2 separate regions of the Sus scrofa genome follow, and region 1 is linked to region 2. The links are chromatin contacts, called in public HiChIP or PLAC-seq maps. All regions are on one chromosome and are shown on one strand. The core of a region is the stretch at or near the end of the contact, and the rest is flanking DNA. Distances in the headings are between cores, read along the strand shown. Region 1 overlaps SUCNR1 (succinate receptor 1). Region 2 overlaps MED12L (mediator of RNA polymerase II transcription subunit 12-like protein).

The links. HiChIP or PLAC-seq counts read pairs in DNA pulled down with a chosen protein or histone mark.
Region 1: an H3K27ac HiChIP or PLAC-seq map of alveolar macrophages shows a contact between it and region 2. The contact joins two enhancer-like sites. A contact is called at or near these places in 1 of 5 promoter capture datasets (liver) and 1 of 2 datasets of contacts at active chromatin or transcription factors (alveolar macrophages).

What each region holds. Positions count from the first base shown.
Region 1 is chr13:92,122,126-92,128,191 of Sscrofa11.1, reverse strand. It overlaps SUCNR1 (succinate receptor 1), which reads right to left. Exons shown (of 2, transcript XM_013982123.2): 1 at 5,633-6,066; 2 at 1-896. The coding sequence starts at 5,635. Among named protein-coding and RNA genes, the nearest start is that of SUCNR1, 8.3 kb to the right of the region's middle. Within about 2 kb of position 3,966, at least 6 of the 83 cell types and tissues checked have an H3K27ac peak or open chromatin away from gene starts, as enhancers often do. A contact at or near this core is called in alveolar macrophages, where this site is marked.
Region 2 is chr13:91,541,541-91,548,054 of Sscrofa11.1, reverse strand. It overlaps MED12L (mediator of RNA polymerase II transcription subunit 12-like protein), which reads right to left. Exons shown (of 46, transcript XM_021069608.1): 19 at 6,327-6,470; 20 at 5,081-5,244; 21 at 2,896-3,027. It also overlaps a transcript of P2RY12 not described here. Among named protein-coding and RNA genes, the nearest start is that of P2RY12, 20 kb to the right of the region's middle. Within about 2 kb of position 3,629, at least 7 of the 83 cell types and tissues checked have an H3K27ac peak or open chromatin away from gene starts, as enhancers often do. A contact at or near this core is called in alveolar macrophages, where this site is marked.

The DNA.
Region 1 (6,066 bases), core at 2,717-5,216, 580 kb before region 2:
TCCCTGAAATGATCGCCCACGAGGAAATAGAAGACAGGGTTGATGACGCTGTTCAAAAAGGCCAGAGGCCGAGTCACCATGTACAAGGAGTTGATGATGGCCTCAGTGCACTTTGACTGCTTCCAGGTCCCCCCACGAGAAGCGATCCTCACGTTCCGCATGATGTGGTAGGGAGTAAACAGCACAGAGAAGATCACAACTGCCATGATGACTAAGTTGAGAGGCTTTTCAAGGGGCAGAGTGGTAGCCAACTGCCTGCTCCTCTGCTTTAGGAAAAGGGCAATCTTGAAATAAAAGAAGCACATCACAAAAAGAGGAATTAGAAACCCCAAGAAAGTGAGACACATGCTGTAAGTGAGGCTGACGTTGGGGTCCCCAGAACTCGCATAATCAGTACAGCTGGTGCTATTCACAGCTATCATAGGATTTATAAGAGGAAGTATGGGCAGGAGCTCTACAGTTACTAAACCCCAAATGGCCAAAGAAATTAAGACAGCAAGCTTTTTCTTTTGCAAGAGGTGTTCCCGGAAAGGATACTTCATGAGAATGTATCGATCAATGCTGATAAAAGTGAGGAAAAGAATGCTGGTGTAGAGGTTGGCATGAAGCACGTATCGGTTGCTTATGCAGAGCATGTGTCCATATGTCCATTTTCCATGGGCATAACTTCTCATCAGCATGGGAAGGGTACACAAAAAAGCCAAGTCAGAGATAGCAAGGTTAAAGAGATAGATGTTACTGCTGTTCCAGTTCTTCAGACAGAAGATGTAGCCGAAAACAACAGCAGTATTCCCAAAGACTCCCACAATGAACTCAATCCCATAAAAAATGGAAAGGTAATACTTTTCCAAGGCAATCTCTGTTGCCTGCCAGTTTTTGCAGGTTGCATTTGATGCCTAAAGGGAGAAGAAATACAAGGATAAATCACTAGATTATGACTAAAGACAAAACTGTACAGAACATCATCATCATCAATAACACTTAAAATTTGAACTGCAAAGAGTTGGTTACATTAGTAAGGAGTGCATATAGAAACATTCATATTTACATACATCTTATCACCAATATTTTAATGAATATTTATTGAGTTCCTTTGAACTATGTGCTAAACACAATGGATTATAGCTATGAGTAAAATCTTCTGAATAGGGGCCATGAAAATAAGCAATCTGATTCATTCAAAACTCAAATGTCTTGCTCACCTGCCACTTTCCTCTTATAAAGAGGTTAGATTCTTTGTGGCTGATAAGATACTTAAAGAATCAAATTTCATAAAATTGTACTGGAGTGCCACTTTATTAAATCCAACTCATTTCTAGTAAAGAAAAAGTAAACTTGAAAATAAAATTTCTAAAAATCTCCTGTCAAATAGTGCTCTGAATATTATTTGCAATCTGATTCTTTCTTAGTGTAGTATTTTGATAAACAGAGCAAAATAAGAACAAATGTACCTGAACTGCTTCTTCTTGGGAAACAAGAAAACATTGAGCAGTATTCGTTGTAATAAAGGGATCTTGGAAAGCTTATATCTACTTTTTTTCAAATTCAAGTGTTCTATTTCAGTTGAAGATCACTGCTAACTTTGAGTGTGTTTTATTTACAAAGATAAGTCACAGAATTGTAGCTATGGTAAATGCAATATTTTGGTAAGTTACTTTTTTTTTTTGTCTTTTTGCCATTTCTTGGGCCGCTCCCATGGCATATGGAGGTTCCCAGGCTAGGGGTCAAATCGGAGCTGTAGCCACCAGCCTATGCCAGAGCCACAGCAACGTGGGATCCGAGCCGCGTCTACGACCTACACCACAGCTCACGGCAATGCCAGATCATTAACCCACTGAGCAAGGCCAGGAATCGGACCTGCAACCTCATGGTTCCTAGTTGGATTTGTTAACCACTGCACCACGACGGGAACTCCCAGTAAGTTACTTTTGATTGCTTACTTTAAAACATCCAAAATTCCTCTGAGCCTCTCCTCAAGTCTTTTCTGTGGCAACCTGACATTAAGTCCAAGTCTAGAAGTTGGATTGGAATTTTATCAGGCAACAGACACTCTGAATGCTGCCAAAGAGCGAAGCAGACCGGTTTCACTCTGTCCTTGAGGTTATGTGATTCTACTGTTCTTTCACATGGCTGGCAATTTATTCTTTCTCAATGTTTCCTAACTTTCCAATTTTTTCAAATCTCTTCCATCTACTCTATTCTGTTTATCATTAGCAGATGGTTTTGCCTGCAAATCCCTGAGACAGAGCCTGTTCACTGGTGTCCACTCTCTGCTTCTTGCCTCTGTTTCTGTCCTCTCCTTACTTCCAGTGACAACAGAGAATATCTATTCCTCCGGGGTTACTCTGAATTCAGCTCAAGCCCAAATTCTCAAGATTTTTATGAGTCATCCATCTGGTCTCTTTCCCGTTTGCTCAGCTTCTCCATTTCAACTGTGTCCTTTCCATCAGTATTTAGACATTCTCATCTTGTCAGTCTTAAAAATAAGGCATACTTAAGCCACAAACCACTTTCCCTGGTTTCACATGTTTTTCTCCTTGTGATACCTTGATCTATAAAAAAAAGCTATCTTCGCTAATTGTTTTGACATCTTGACACCCTGTTCTCTCTTCATCCTTCTCCAGTGTGTCTTCCGACCCACCACTTCACCAAAATAGTTCCATGTTGTTTGAACCAATGCATATTTTTCAGTCATTTTCTCACTTGACTTCTCAGCTATTGTTCATACTATATCTTCTGGAAGCACTCTCTCTTTTGCCTTCTGTGACATGATAATCTCCTGGTTTTCCTTCTTTCTCCCTGGTTTTTCTTTGCAGGCTCTCTTATGGGGTAAACTTTCTTGGCTTAGGTGTTAAATATGGAGTTCCTCAAGGATTGGTACTGAATTCCTTTATCTATGTTCTGCCTGGCTGACTTCATACACTTTCTATCTTTAATGACCATCCACATATCAACCTCTCAGATTTACATCCCAGCCCAGACTTGTCTTATAAACTTGAGTTTTTTATACCTCTTGCCACTGATTGATCTCTCAGAGGCACCTCTGCCTGCAGAATTCTATATAAGCTCTTCAACCTCATTCTCAATCCTGCTGTATCTCCACCTAACACATGTACCCAGGTGTTCACCTCAGCATCTGAGCAACATCCTTGAAGTCATCTATAGTAACGATGACTAACCATGTATTATTTACTATAATGGCTGGATATTTCTCAGATCCATTACTATGGCTCCATCTCCTTTATCACCATTCTAATCCAGGCCACCATCATCTTTATCTCAGACTATACTATATCCTCCTATGGTCTCTTTACATCTTCTCTGGTCCCCTTTCAATCTATATGTGACACAATAGCTAAACAATCCTAAAAGGCTGCAATCAAAATTCTGATCATAGTGCTCTCCTCAAACAAAATGCTTAAATGATTTTACACTGTCTAAGGAATAAAGCCCAAAGTTTTTTTCTGAGACTTCAAGGCCTGCATGGTCTGGCTCCTGTACTTGACATCAGCTTCACCTAGTATTATTCTCCTCCTTCTCATTTTTTCCCTCTTCTTTGATTGCACAGAGAATTTTCCTAATGTTCAGCTCATTGAATTTTTTCACTGACCTTCCCCTACTATGAGCCTAGCCCCTCACATACTCTTTCAGATCTGCACTTCTTTCAGACCTCAGTTTAAGTGTGGTTTTTCAGATAGGACCTCTGACTCCCCAATCTAATTAGCACCACCCCCATTATATACTTAGCTTCTTCTTAGCATTTCACACAACTTTATCTTACTCATAGTTTATCTTATACACCTGGTTCAGTAACTACCAGTTAAGTAGATGGTCTGTAAATGATTGCTCAGGGGAGAGAAGAATATACATACTTGATTCTTTACAAAACATCTTTATATATATATATTTCTCCAAGGTCAGATAAGTAGGAAGTCCATCAAACTAAGTTCCTTGTTCTATTTCCCTATAATAGCTGATGCTAAATATAGTATGATTAATACTCAAATTTTGCAATTGTAGTAGTGATTCAGACATACATTTGTAGATGGTAAAATTTAATATGCATCTTCTAGGCTCAATTTTTTAAATTAACTAAAAAATTAGAAATTTACATCTGAAATTAATAAACTTCAGAACATCTAGGACATGTATGAAAGTATTAATAGTTTTACCCCTAGTGATGAATTCCAGATAATTTTTATCATGCCCTTTCTCTTTTTGGTTTACCTAGACTTTCATTTTTTTTCCTCCAAATCAGCATGTATAATATTAAAAATTAAAAATTTCCAGGAATACAGCAAAAGGTCAAAGATGTTTTTAAAAATAATAAGCTTTATTTTTTAGAAACACAGTAATTTTTCAATATTTTTTAATATCATTTTTTACTCTATTCCCGGCTACTTACCATTCTACAGCTTCTGGAAGTTCTCCCTTCCCTGGCTTGACATGGCAATGTCTTCTCATTATCCTCCTTCCTCTCTTTATAAACTCTTTTATGGTCTAATCCCTTTTTGGTCAAATATTGGAGTTCCTCAGGGCTCAGTTCTAGGCAACTTTGTTATTTGGTGCATGCACCTGCATGCACTAAAATGAATATTAAGACAAGAGGAACTTTCTCTCTCTGACAAGAACTTTGTTTCATTTTTGAATTTCCTCTTTTCCTAATCATGATCATTATCTTTCTGTCCAGTTAGTTCTCAAAAGTACTGAATTATGACAGTAGCTTATACATGGCAGAAAGGTTTGACTGCCATGGAAGGAAAATACATTCATGAAGGCTTGTATAACTAGAAGCCAGATTGCCAATAGCTACCACTCAGGCAAGTTAGGGGCCATAGAGAATTCTAGTTTGAGTCATCCACTGGGATGGAGATTAAGATAGGTAGTAGGGATAAAGAATACCAGGACTGGAATAAGGAAAGTGAATGACTTTTCAGAGTGGTTGGTTCATTGTTTTTTTAAAGAATAACTTTAAAAAACACATTATTATGTAACACTGACTCAGAAAAGGCAAATAGGCAAAAAAAAAAAGAGCGAGGGAAATAAAGAAAAAAATTCAAAATTATCTATAAGCCAGCCATACCTGATATTGGGATAACTTCCTACACTTTAATATTTATTTGAATTTATCTTTACAAAAATGAAATTGTGCTATTTATGACAATTTATAATCTTTTTTTCTTTCAGAATGCCTTAAAATTTTCTCTAACACATTGTTTTCTGAGAATATATTGTAGATGGTAGATTGTTTCATATGACTTAAAAACTTTAAAATTACATTCTATAAGTAGTTATATTTAATTCAGTAAATCCAGTTACTCTTTTTTGTTGAAATATAACTTACCAAGACATTAAAAAATATAATAAACCTCTTTTAATAAAATAAACTTAGTATTTGGCAATTAAAACAAAAAGTATAATTTAGTAAAAAATAAATGTAGAGGAAATGATTATGCCTTCTTTTTAGTTTCTTTTGCTGTTCTACACATACTTATAAATGACAGATCAGACAGTTCATTTAAACATTACTTAAAACCTTAGTTGCTCACAGGTGACTTTAAAAATAAATCCCTAACAGGATATCTGGCATTAATATATATACCTAGGCAACACGAGTTGCATTATAGCTTACCATTATGTTGGAAAGCCCTGATCCCTTGACAGATATTCTTTGCCAGCAACTTGATACAGCTTCTGACCCAGTGCTGTGCTGCTGGCCAGTTAGTACAGTCTGATTTGCATATCATGCAGCCAAGATTAATAATTCAAAAGTTCTGGAGAAGTTTAAACTGCCAAGTCAGAGGTTCAAGTAGGGGAACTTTCAGAGAAAATGAGACATAGAACAAATTACTCATTATGGAAAATACATTCAATGAATAGATTTTTTAAAGACTACTGTTGAAATTATTCCAATCACTAGCAAAACAACAGAGAAGCACTCATTATTTTCATGCTTATTTGCATATTTAAATCGTAAGACAAGGTAAGCGCTGTTTATGTTTGGTACACAATTGCTTCTGCCTTTTCTTCATTTTTCAGATTCACAAAGTTTGGTGCATTATATAT
Region 2 (6,514 bases), core at 2,380-4,879:
ATGTCTGTCTTTAAAAATCAAAAGGAGTCTGCTTTTCTTCCTTAATTTTGGCAAGATGCAGCCTCACTTTTCTATTAGTATAGAGACTTCTCTCCACTTTATGCCCTCCTGCCTCCTCTCATTTTTTGAACTCTGTGATTCATGGTGAAGTCTCCACACCCTTCATTAGAGGCTCTTTCACTTATGACAGTCTTTCCAGGTGAGCTCTATGTTTTAATAAAATATTAACTGTCATCAAGGTCACTCTCAAATTCTTAGCACTCTCAGATGCAGACATATACGGAGTTAAGAAAAAAAAAAATCAGACATTTTCCTTCTAAAACTGCATGCATCTCCTCAGAAAAGAAAATCATGGACTTGGAGAAGAGACTTGTGGCTGCCTGATGGGAGGGGGAGGGAGTGGGAGGGATCGGGAGCTTGGGCTTATCAGACACAACCTAGAATAGATTTACAAGGAGATCCTGCTGAATAGCATTGAGAACTATGTCTAGATACTCATGTTGCAACAGAAGAAAGGGTGGGGGAAAAACTGTAATTGCAATGTATACATGTAAGGATAACCTGACCCCCTTGCTGTACAGTGGGAAAATAAAAAACATTTAAGGGATAAGAAAAGTTCTCTTGTGCCAATTGGAATAATAAAATGATTCTGAAAACCAAAAATAAAAAAAAAATAAAAAAAAAATAAAACTGCATGCATGAGAAAAACCTGGTAGAGTAATGAAAGCAACACACCTCTTGAGGCTAAAATTGATTTATGCTCAAATCTAGGCTTCATCATTTATTAATGTGTGATGAGGAACAATGATTGATTGAAAAAATCATTTATATTTCCTGTGGTTGTTGAGAGGATTAAAGATCTTGATGGAAATATCCCAGCATAATACTTGGCACAGAGCCACAGCTCAATCAGAAGTAGATGTGATTAGTGCTATCTCTCCCAAATAATATTCTTACACAACTTTATAGATGGTGTTTCAGATCCAATCACCAATTCTGGTTTATTAGTATACTAACAGAATCTCTTTGCGTATCTAGCTTTGGTTTAACCATTTTTTTTTAATCCCAAAATATAAATAATGCTTGACTAGAAGGTTTCCCAAGAGAACTATAATTCCCTCCTATATCCTTAATCCAGGAAAATCTAGACAGGTCACTCCCTGTGATGCACCACAGTACTGATGTACTGATGCTAAGTGACCCCTCGGTTCATTGTTGGTCTCCTAAGTGTCCACACATCCACTGCAAGTTACTTGAATTTAACTAATTTAACATAATTTACTATCCTGAAGAGTATGAGAAGTCACATGTGCTACTGTAGTTTTCTTGAGAAGTTCACTATTAAAAGCAGGGTTGTTGCAAGAACAAAATCATGTATGAGAAAACTCTGAAAAATGTAAACTGAAACTGAGAGCTCTCTGTAAAGTAATAGAAGCATACAGGGTATTATTATTATTACATCATTTCTGCAGAAAGATGTTTCCTAAGACTCACTCAAATATTCATTCTGTAAGGGATCATTTTGAAACCTAATTCATTTCATGAAGACATACTTTCACATTTTCTCTCTACCAATAGCATTAAAAATATCATGAATTTGCGAGGGGGGGCATATGTCATGCACACAACATATTTTTTGTAGCTTCTTCTATGAGCCAGACACTCTTGAAGGTACTTGGATAGAGCAGTGAAGAAATTAGAAAAAGTTCCTGCTCTCGCGAAGCTTACATTCTAGAAAAGAGCCAGACCATAAACAAACATGTAATGTGCGGGGTGGAGGGGAGATGATCAAGCTCAGAGAATGACAGCGAGTGGGAGGAGGGTCATGCTATTTCAAATAAGCTGGTCAGGGAAGTCAAGCTCTGAATGAACTGTGGGAGTGAGCAAGTTAAGTAACAGGGGAAAGTATTACCAGATAGGTGACAGCGTGCAAAAGCCCCAAGATGGGAGTGTGCTTACAGTGTCTAGAAACCAATAAGGAGGTCCCTGCAGTTAAAATGAAGTTAACAGAGGGAAAGAGACAAAAGGCAAGACTGGAACCAACAGATCCTGAGGGCTAGGCAAGAACTATGAATTTTATTCTGAGTACATGAGAAGCCATTAGAAAACGTCAAGTTATTCTTGTTTCAAAAGGATAACTTTAGAAGATATGTTGAGAATATGCTCAAGAGAGTCAAGGGTCCAAGTGGGAAAATCTGGGAGAAGGTAATGGTGATGGTCCAACCAAGAGATGAACATGGTAGGAGGGGCAAAGCAATGAAGAGTGGCCAGATTCCAGATGTACCTGGAAGGCAGAGCTCAAAGCATTTAGAACACACTGGATGCAAGGCATGAGAAAGCAAAGAAAACAGCAATTGATCATTCTTTCCTTGTCAGCTTCTAGATTCCAAACTTATTTGGCCAGCTACTACCATCTCCTTCCCTCCCTCCCCCTACTTACAATTAAACATCTAAATTTCCTCAAATAACATTAAATAAATAAATATGGATTTTCTAGCATCTGTCTACCTGTTGGTGTTGCATATGCTAAGAGGCAGGGAATAACAAGGAGTCAGGGACACTCTCTGAAATAGGATGGTCAAAGAGGCAGAGAAGCAAATGCTGAGAGAAAGGAATGATGCAAAGGGTGGGAAACAGTATTCCAAGGGAGGTAACAGCAAGCACAAAATACAGAATACTTTCCTCAGGTTTATCTTAAAATTGCAATCAGAGCTAAACAGGCATAGTAGTTTGGAAGAGGAGGTTATAGCTATAGTGAAAGACAATTCAATATGAATTCTGGCAGATAATAATTAGAATTAAATTTCATTATTACAAAGGATGATAACATTGGTTAGTCCACAAACAAATATGGGCACCATTCTACTCCTATTCTTTTGCCTTTCTTTTACCCACCTGAAGAGGTCTCCAAATTTACTTCTGAGGTGGCTACACGACACGTAGAGATCATAGAGGTAGGCTAAGATACATCTTTCAGGGGAAGAACATTCTGAGGGGTTCACAACATGTTTTACCACACCACACAATCTAAGGAGAAAAACATATGAAGAAATGAGGTGCATATTTTGCTAATACCTATGTTGTCTGACTCTCTTCGAGTGAGAATATGTCCATGTATTACTTGAATAAGGAGAAAGGACAGTTGACACGAATCATTATAGCAATAGTAAGTAATTAAATAAGATACCAGTTTTCTATTATGATACTGAAACACTAAATTAAAAAAAAAAAACTTCACTGCTGTATAGCAAAGGGAACTATATCTAGTCACTTATAATGGAACATGATGGAGGATAATGTGAGAAAAAGAATATATGTGTGTGTGTGTGTGTGTGTGTGTGTGTGAGAGAGAGAGAGGAGAGACTGGGTCACATTGCTGTACAATAGAAACTGACAGAACACTGTAAACCAACTATAATGGAAAACATAAAAATCACTTAAAAATTTAAAAAATAAAATAAAAAAAACTTCAGAAATACAATTAACAATATGAAAGAAATTCCTCCACATAGAAGGAATCCATCAGTAAAGTTTATGTGACTAGAACCCAAAGCGAAGTTGCAGGAGAGGACCTCACTTCAAGAAAAAGATTGAGAAATTCAGGGAATTTGTGAAGGGCCTATAACCACCACTTTGTTAAGGAGCAACTTCTTCATATCAGTCAGTCTAGGAAGTTCATTTTCAAGACCATGAGCTGGTTCTAGCATGAAATTGAGGAATTCATGGTTTTGAGGTTACATTCTGTTTGTTTATCCAAACTAGAAACATTTCATTTACCTTAAGAATTTAAAATCCCTCTTTTAGTTAAGTTCACTATAAAACTTGCAGTTTCAAAGTACCATTACTACTCTAATCCTGTGCCCCTTTCTGCGAATCAAGAGAATGGCCTCTTTGTCCAGAGTTCATACAACACAGAAGTAAACACCTGTTTACTTTTGGTCCATCCACCTATTTGTGTGTCTAATTTCACTACCATCTGGCATTCTGCTACACGGTCAGTACTGCTGCACTAGTGTCACTGATGACTCAGATTATTAAAGCTGAAAAGGGATTTAGAAATCATCTGATTCAATTTCCTCATTTTAGAAAGAGGGCTTGGGGGCTCAGAAGGGTGATGTAACTTGCCCACGAGGCAAAGAGCTAGTACACAACAGATCCAAAAGAAGAACTTAGGTCTCCAGAACCCAACCCAGAGCTCCCTCCACTGTTCAGGAGACAGAGGGAAGCTGGAGGGAACCTGACATGTCAAGGCTGAGAAGGACACTGGGATCACACAAAAACCAGAGGTAGAACTAAGAAATGATGCAAAAAACAAAACAACCCAGCAATATGGCATCCCAAGCTCTGTGAAATGACATGAGCAGATGCAGGCAACTGTTAAAAGCTGTAAATTACAGCAAAAGTTTCCAGCAATTAAGAAAAGTAGATGATTCAATTGGTTGTTACCTATATAAACAAAAAAAATATATTTACATTTAATACAAACAATTTATATTTGTGGGTGAAGGTGAGTATAAATAGAGAAGAGGCACAGAAATAAACTTCTCTACTAGAGAAGTATAATAACTTTAGCCTCTAAAGGGAGTGATATTAGGTAATTACTTAGCCCAACTTGTCTAACAGTAATAGAGTAAATCTTAGCCTACAATTCACACAAACTGACAAAGATGAACAATTGAAAAAGTCATTTGTTCTAGATTAACTTTTGTCCAAAAAAATTCCTTAATTTATAAAAGGAATGATACTGAAAAAAAAAAAATCCATAAGATGCTATGTAGGTAAAGCTTATTTGGTATTGGAGTTTCCAAATAGAAACTGAAATTACATGAACAAAGAAGCAATCATATCTTCACCACTCATAATAAGCCAGGATGCTGGGTAGCTTAAATGATAGCAACTAGGGAGAAAAGTGGGCAGGTGGGCAGAGATAATTTTCGTGCTTTTATCTCCTTTCTAATAAAAAATTTCCTGGGGCAAGTATTCTTTAACTATAACATTTTATGAAACAAACAGTGCGATTTTTTCTCTTAAAACCACTGTAAGATTTCATCACAAACTACAAACTCTAGGATATACCAACCCTTCAAACACCTGGGCTGTCTGCTCAGGATTCAGGATCAGACAACTGTGGTATCGCCTGAGAACAGCCACGATGCAGACACACAGTCCTGTTGTATAACTTCCTGCCAGGCTGGAGGATTTCAGGAGCAGTTCGGCTTCCACAACGCTCAGTTCATTTAGGAGCTATGATGGACAAAAAAATGGAATAAAAATGTAGCTGCTGAAACAAATAGGAACAACATTTATTTTGACAAACCACAGATATATTGTCATTCTAAAACTATTTGATCTGCTTCCTTACCTTGCCCCAGGCCTATATACATATATAGCTACAATCTCAGCATCAAACCGGTTTTTACTTTTAATCCTTTATCAAATTGAAGAGTTTTTCTCCTGTCTAGATATCATGGTCCATGCAATCAGGAAGTATCCAATACCGAAATGGTTACCAAGACTTTACAGTAGCCCAATGTTCTAGACTGGATAATTTCAGGGAAGATCATCCCCACCTCTGACTTTGTATTAAAATGAAAGTTAATTATTTTCTTTTTATTAACAAAGCTAATACCTCCAATAGAATAAGTAAAACAAACCAAGTTTTATTTCTATTCACCAATAAAATAGTAAGTGAACTCAAGTATATGTATAAGAAAAATAGTGGAACAATGAGTAAGCTTTCATTTTTTTTTTCATCGTACCTAAAATATACTCTATTAGAAGCAGCAAACATTCACCTTTGCTTAAGCAAAATATAGAAGACAAAAAAGAATACCTGCAAAACTTTCAAATTTTAAAGTGACTATTATTATATTTTAGCACCAGTTATAAGCATTTAATTAAAAACTATGAATATAGCTGCAATTAAAATGCTAGTTGAATACTGTTGACTCAGAATGTCTCATGTACTCAAAGATGCATTGGTGGCTCATTTAAATTGTATAATTCCAGAGTTTCCACTGTAGTGTAACGGGACCAGTGGTGTCTCTACAGCACCAGGATGTAGGTTCGATCCTCAGCCTGGTACAATGGATTAAAGGATCTGGTACAGCTGCAGCAATGGCATAGATTGCAACTGTGGTACATCATAGGTTGCAATTGTGGCTCAGATCTGATCCCTGGCCTGGGAACTCCATATGCCATGGGGTAGCCAAAAAAGACAACACACACATATAAATATACACACACACACACAGCTATATACAACTTGCACAATGCCTAATAGGCTTGCTTTTTTAAAAATGAGCGAAATAGGATCACTTTGACACCTGTATTGCAAAGTCAATTAGTCCATTTATATTCAGTGCTGGTTCCATGAGATCAAAGATGAGCTGAATATGGTGAGCCAGTGGGAGATGATAGGATGTTCCTGATGCAAAGCTTGTGATCTGTTCCAGCACATTGTTGGAGATCTACGCAAAAAGAAATAAACCAAAAATAAACACATAAATAAAAG